Regions from separate parts of the Columba livia genome. Here region 1 is linked to region 2. Evidence: chromatin contacts called from public Hi-C data. All regions are on one chromosome and are shown on one strand. Each heading gives the region's core, a stretch centred on a gene start, on an enhancer-like site or on the middle of the called end of the contact. The rest is flanking DNA. Distances are from core to core; before and after follow the strand shown. Region 1 holds the start of SNAI2 (snail family transcriptional repressor 2). Region 2 has its middle 130 kb from the start of UBE2V2.

The links. Hi-C and Micro-C count contacts between places; a contact is called where the count stands out from the background.
Region 1: a Hi-C map of crop shows a contact between it and region 2, with 5 times the contacts expected there. The contact joins the promoter of SNAI2 here to the enhancer-like site in region 2. A contact is called at or near these places in 2 of 2 Hi-C or Micro-C datasets (crop and liver).

Annotation. Positions count from the first base shown.
Region 1 is chr2:119,149,308-119,152,637 of bColLiv1.pat.W.v2, forward strand. SNAI2 (snail family transcriptional repressor 2) reads right to left here and starts at 1,544. Exons shown (of 3, transcript XM_005502842.4): 1 at 302-1,544. The coding sequence starts at 380.
Region 2 is chr2:118,864,739-118,868,359 of bColLiv1.pat.W.v2, forward strand. No RefSeq gene overlaps it. Among named protein-coding and RNA genes, the nearest start is that of UBE2V2, 130 kb to the left of the region's middle. Within about 2 kb of position 2,008, at least 3 of the 3 cell types and tissues checked have an H3K27ac peak away from gene starts, as active enhancers do.

The DNA of each region.
Region 1 (3,330 bases), core at 294-2,793, 280 kb after region 2:
GAAACTTCCTGAAGGATTTATATAAAACTTTAAATTCCAACACCAGCAGATACAGAACAGGAAAACTCCAAATCCTCTCTAAGTAACTGAGTTCAAGTGGATGAGCAAATTCTACTATTCATTCTGGGCAGCGCTGACACGTTTCTCAAAGCTCCCTCCTTATAAGCAAAAGGAAAAAGAGCTAGCAATGAACTAACCCACTCTCCTGAGCCCAAAAAGCAATCCCACCCCTCCTCGCTACTGCCACGCAATGACCGCAACCTCAAAAGCAGCGCAGTGGCACAAAGTTTCATTTTGCTACCTGTATGAGTGTCCAGTTCGCTGTAATTCGGCTTCTTGGATGAGTTGAAATGTTTCTTGACCAGGAAGGACCGTGGCATTTTGGATGGCGGGTTTTGTCCTTTTCCCAGGCTCTCCTGGTGGGTGGGTAGGTGGATGGGTGTAAGGGTCCCCGGCTGGCGCTGCAGCAGCCCCACGCACACGCGATCACTGCGAGCGCATCGGTCCCTATCGCGCTGCCTAGCCGGCGCGGTCCATCCACTGCGGTCGTGTAGTGGCAGCGCAAAGGCGCCTTGAAAAGTGCTGTAAATACCCACGAGTCAGGTGCAGGGGGGAAGGGTTTCCCGCTCCTCCAATCGCTTCGGGATGTTCTCAAGCACTTTTTTTTCTTTTTTTTTTCCAAAGAGGCTGTTGTTCTGGGAGGGCTCTGGGGTTGCTGGCGGGAGGGATCCAATCCTCGCTCAGAGGGTTTGGTTCAGGTTTCAGCTCCTCCCGCTGGATACAGCTGTGAACGGAGGAACGAGCTGTGGTCAGAGCGCCTTATCCTGCGACCAAATGGGTGTATGTGGCTCGGTAGAATTTCAGTCCAGAAAAACGTGTTGGTCAAAGTGGTGTCTTTTTTCCTTTTTTTTTTTTTTAAAAAAAAAAAAGGTCAGTTTACTGATTCAGCTGATTTTTTTTTTTATTTTATTTTTTTTTTAAAAAGCAAACTCAAGTCTGTTTTCCAGATGTTTGATACAAGAATTACAATGGAACAAAATGTTCGTTAAGCACTGAAGCGGGGCGGGGGAGGGAGGAGGGGGCACGGATGGACACGGACATTACAAGATAACAAGTTAGCCAGCAGAGCTATTGGAAGTCTTTGAACTGACTGTGTGCCTGCTCCGCTTGGGAACAGCCTTTGAATACTCGCGTTTAGGAAAGGCTGGAGAATTGCAGCCTGCCTCTCTAACCTGCACCCTTCCAGGCAGAAGAGCCACTGAGACACCGCAAGTGAGTTCAAGGAGAGGGAGAAGACCTGGAAAAGAACATTTCAGAGCAGGGTGATAGGTTTTACATAATATGCCTACTACTTCAGACTGTTCATACACAGACTACTTTCTTTTTTACATTAAAAGTCTGCAGAACGCAAAACCTCGACCTTTCCTTCCTTGGGAGTAGTTATGTCACTCTTTTGCCTATCCTCTCAGAGCACTGCCAAGGAAATTTTCCTAATTATCCAAAGCAGTCAAAAGATGCACAGATAAGCACCCCCCCAAAAAAAAAAAAAATTATAGAGTGGGTAATTTAAATGTCTTTTAAACATCCTTCTCCATTAGTATATTTAAGACCACTTGATTTCCTATGAAGGTATAATCTGTATTATGTATTTCATTTAGGATAAAAGTCTCTTAAATGTGCCACAGCATTTTCTGGTTACCTAGACTGATTCAGAGGAGACATTTAGTCACAGATAGGTTTTTTAATTTTAAAGTATTTGCATCTTGAAAATATGGACAGCTGAATGCTGGTGAATTTCTAACACAAATTACACTCTGATTGACTCTTGGTCTGCCCTCCCCACCCCTTTCCCCCACTCCTTGTGTATTACCTGCACCTGCCTGGGCACATACCGGCATGCCGTGCTGGCGTGCAGCTAGGGATCTGTCCTGTCAGGAGGAGGAGCGGAGGGGTGTTTTACAGAGACCACCCCAGCCCTTTTTTGTAGCAGGTGTTGGAATAGACGTGGAAAAAAAAAATTGCTCTGGTTATGTTAAGACACGTAAGGGTAAAGTGCTTTGTCAAGTTGTGTGACTTCTTAATCTTGGAGATGCCAAAACAAGTGCAGAGAAAGTTAGCTATTTTCAAGAACTGATTAAAAAGATTCAGCTGTTCAGTGTCTAACTCTCATGTCCATCAGTGAAAGGTGTCACATGGATTTCCAAGCTGCAGGCAACGCACCCAAGCTACAGGAGGAAAGGGAAAGTGGTGAGGAAAGGAACTTCTCAGGTACCTGCTTTGCAGCTGGGCTGGAAGAACAACTGTAGCTCTTCCCTGAAGGGAGAGCAAAGACACAGGCTGTTGATTTCCTCAACTCCACAGAAATGAAGAAATCCACAAAGCATTTTTAAAAGGTTGCATTTGTGGTCTATGCTCCCCTCTCAGCTCTGTTCCATCTGAGAAGTCCCCATCCCCTGCCAACTCTGGGAAAGCATTGCATTTCAGGATGTGAGGCATTAGTCTGTATCTAAATAGTCTGTTACATGAGCTGTGATTCAGACCTCCAGCTCGTTTAAGTTTGTGTGTTGAAATGAATGGAGCCATGCAGATTTTCACTGGCTCAGGATCTGTTCTTTTGTATGTCTGTTAAAAGTAAAGGGTCTGATTCACCAGTGAGGTACTCGCTCTCGGGGCATTTTCACCAGCACAACACTGGAGTGATGCAGTTTAAATTAATTGCACTTATATAAATCACAGGAGCGTAAGCAGTTAGCCCACTGGCTGGGCTGATTGAAGGATGTTAGGAATTGGACAGAAGGCATGTTATTACATGGGCCTGAAGGATATTAGCAGCACATACTACCTGAGTGAGGTCTGCTGTCAAAAAAAGGGAGAGTCTGCATGAGGAGTGGGTGAGTCAGAGTAAACAGGTGTTCTGAGTGTTTACGGGAAATGTGGATGAGAGGGCACTCGGAGACATGCAGCATCTATCCCCCTGCAAGAAAGGCAACACAAAGGTCGAGTGCAGAAAACAGGAGGCTTCCCCTTCTGGGGTGGGGGTGGAGGAGGAGCAGTGAGATGTAGGGATTGCAGAGTGCGGTGGATGGCTCCAACAATCATGCCGTCTCCAGGGAAAGACTTGCACCCACCTCTGAAAAATCACACCTAGAGCTTCCCTCTCACATTTTACAAATAGTTGGTCTTTTGGGGATTCTTTACATTGTTACTTTGAAAGCTCGTGCAAAGCTGTTTTGTTAATGCCACTGTGCTGATAATTGCTGCTCTGAGAAGCAGGTAGAAAGTGATCTGAGCAGTTCTGTTGCCTGAGACCTTGGCATGTGCTTTGCACCA
Region 2 (3,621 bases), core at 758-3,257:
GATATCGTGAGCATTTACTGTTTGTCTCTCATGCAGCATCTTTTTATTTCCTATTAGTTGCAATGCAGTTGTATTAACAGCATTTTTCCACAACGAATTTCATTGTGGTGTTGGTTTTTTTGTGTTTTTTTTTTTTCTCTCTCTATTTCTGCTTTGTTTTCTTTTCTTTCTTTTATAGTTAGTTGGACATTATTTCTTCATCCTTGAGACTGTCTGCCTATTCCTCACTGCTTAGCATGGGAATTCTTTTGTTTGCAGAAATTCAAGAAATTTTGCTTGATGTACTTCAGAGCCCAGATACTGGCATAGAAAATGAATCACTTTTGGTCTCTACTTGCTTTTCCTTGTTACAAAGTAATTTTCCATATGTGTGCCAGGCTTTGAGAGCTCCTGTTTTAGGGGGTCTGAATTTCCATTGCTTTAAGGCAGAGGGCTCTGAATTTCAATTGCTTAGCACTGCAGGTGTGGTCAGAATAGCCACCTTCTCTGTCCATTTGCTTGCTAATGACTTTGAAGGTGTAGCCCAAGTGGTCTCAGAATAAACCTCCTTAAAGCAAGGCAAGCTCACAGCCTCGTTAGGGTGAGATGTCATCTAAGTGAGATTCGCCTATTTCATTAGAGTTTTGTGCACTTCAGTGAACTTGGGTAGAGCTGTGTGAAAGGTCTCTGCAGAAATAAACATAGCAGTTCGGGGGCTATCTGTAGTTTTTCTTAGTGATTTATATATTTTAAGATTAGAGCTAGCATTTTGCAAAATGCTGTTTGAAGTTGTTAATCAGGTTTGCCTGAACAGACTGAACCAGAGAGAGGTAATTGGTTAAGATTATAGCTAAAAGATCATGACCTCTCACTGTGAAATGTATCAGTATATGTTCTTGTATAGGTCTGTTCTGTGTTTTTTTGGAGAAGGCACTGTCAATGAGATAGTGAAGAATACTTCTTTGTCATTTGGGAGTAGCATCTCTATCTCAAATCTGCTGTTGCTAATGGGAGTTATTTTAACTAAACACTTCTGCGTTCATTCGACTTGCATTTTGGACAGGAATAGTGCTATAAGGTGAGTTTTCAACTTTTTACAAATAAAACCTAACAGGGAGCCTTTACACAGCACCACAGCACCCACAGATACAAACCAACTTAATAAACTGTCACAATTCATGTAGTTACTGCCAAACCTGATTCATTTTATGAATAATTTTAGTTGGATCTTAGTGAGAAAAAATGAACAGCATGAGCAACAAATTTCCAGACAGAAACATGGAGGAGGGAGAGTATGTATAGACACAGTCTGTGGGGGCCTGTGACTTCACCGCGCTTCACACGATAAGAGGGTTCACTTCGGGAGCCGGTAATGGGACGGAGACTTGAAAGGCCAGGCTGCAGGAAGCGGGGATGGTGAGTCAGGACATGGCAGCCTTCCCTGCGAGTCATCCTTGAATCACTGCCCTGGTGCTGCTCATAGTGGGAACCGGATTAGTAGAGATGCTGCTCCTTCAGATGGGATTTCAAACTTGGGTTGTGAGCATGATATGTCGTTAAGCATTACGTTCTGTTTCTTCTCGAGAGCATGGATTTCAGGTCTCGCAGCTGGTCTGATCTCCAGTTTGGCTGCCTGTGTTTTGCAGCCACCCCCCTCCGCAGCGTGCACGGACACACTGTGTCTCCTTTCTGACCCCAGACCCCATCCCCCTGCCACGAGTCCCTTCCCGCTCCCGTCTTGCTTCTAGCCAAAGCCACGGCATAGCCGTAGACCTGGAAGTTTTGTGCATGGTTGCTAACTAGCTGTAATTTCCTGTTACGTGCACATTTATTTCCTATAGCGTTTGATCAGTTTACAGGGAAAGGAAGAGATCTATGTTGGGGAGTGAATAGCATCATTAGTGATTGTAGGGGCACTTGTGAGGAGGGTACGTGGAGTGGCTGGTCAGGCAGGCGCCATTCAGGCCACAGCTTGGAAAAGGCACCTTACGGAGTGCCGCGTTCTCATCTGTGTCGCTTTTGACGAGGAGGACGAATTCCACTTCGTGGCGGATTGTAACCCGCAAGGAGGCAGCTCCCAGCCGCGGCTGAAACGCCGCCCGCGCCGGGCGGGAGACCACCGAGCGACACCAGCCGACGAGGCAGAACGGCGCCACCTGCTCCGCCCTCCCGGCGCCTCGGCCCCGTCCCCCGCCGCGGCACGGAGCTGCCGCCGGGCCGCCCGCGGCGGCGCCGGGCGGGCCCCCTGCCTCGCGGGAGCCGCGGCGCCGGCAGCGGCCGCTAGATGCCGCCCGGCCCAACGGCTTGGCGGCGGCTGGCGCGGAGGCCGGGGCGGCGGCGCGGCGGGGCCGCGGCTGTCCCGTGGCTGTCCCCGCGGCCCCGGCGCGCCCGCCCGGGGAGCGCCCTCCCGCCTCTGGTGCCGAGCCCGGCGCTCCCGGTGCCGCCTTTCCGCCCCGCCAACCGGCGTTGCCTGGAGGTGTGTTCCGGAGCGGGCAACTTGTCGAGTTTCACTCCTCCGGAGGGGGTTGGGGTCGGGTGAGGGGAGACAGGGTCAGACACAAGCCCCCGTGGCCAGGCAGGGCCACCAGCCTCATGGGTCGGCGTGGCCAACGTCCGGACAGGGCTGTGACGGGGACTAACGGCCTTGGGCTGTGATCACATGGGGCTCCTGAGCCACGGGTGGGTTGGGAGTGCACTGGGCAAGATCACCAAATTCAAGCACTGGCTGGGGTTCATGGGGCTCCCTCATTCAGGGAGTGCAGAGCGACCAGCACAGCGGTCATCTGGTGGTGATGGGGAGGTGCCAGGGACTGAAACCAAGTATTCTGTGCATTGGAGAGGTTCTCAAATGATCTTGCTATAAGACAAACTGACAACAAGCAACCCTCCATTGGATTACAGCAAGTAGTTTGGATGCTGAATTTCGGTAGCAATTGACTGTGTTGCCCTTCTGAACCTTGTGTGTTTCAGTTTTCCCTCATCCAGCGTACCACTTAAAAGAATGGATACGTTGACTGTAAGCTTGGTTTATAGGAGCAAAATCCTGTGAAGAACACAGACCCATGCTGTAACAGCCGGCTGGCTGTGTGTGTTCATTGGGGAAAAAGTCAAGAGCAGTCAGTTCACACTTCAAGACTGGCTCTCAAGGAGGCCAAGGCCACAGAGATTTGGGGATTATTCATATTTCAAGGCCAGTTTGCGATATAAAATTGTTTAGGGACTACAGGAATATAAGCAATTGCCACATGTAGTGGTGGTTCTTTTTGTTGTGTTTTTTGTTTTGTTTTGTTTTGAGGAAGAGGTTTGTATTACTTAAAAATTGCCTACCCTTGCTAATTTAGCATCTGTGTGGAATGCTGTATTGTCTGGCTCCTGAGCGAGCAGATAGCAGAAGTGTAAGCACTTCCTGCACAGCTTCTTTGCCTGCGACCTGGACCGACCCCATGAATGTCGAGTCGGGGTGAGCAGTATGGGACTGGGATGCTTTCTCCTGTTATCGCTGGTGTGTTAACCTAGCAAAACTGCTTAGCTTCTCTGCTGAGCTTGCCACATAGTTCCATCTGTAATGTAAACATTTGTCAACTAACTGCACTGAAACCACAATTTCATTTTGTGTAGGCTACCGAACAGCTGTCAGAGGGG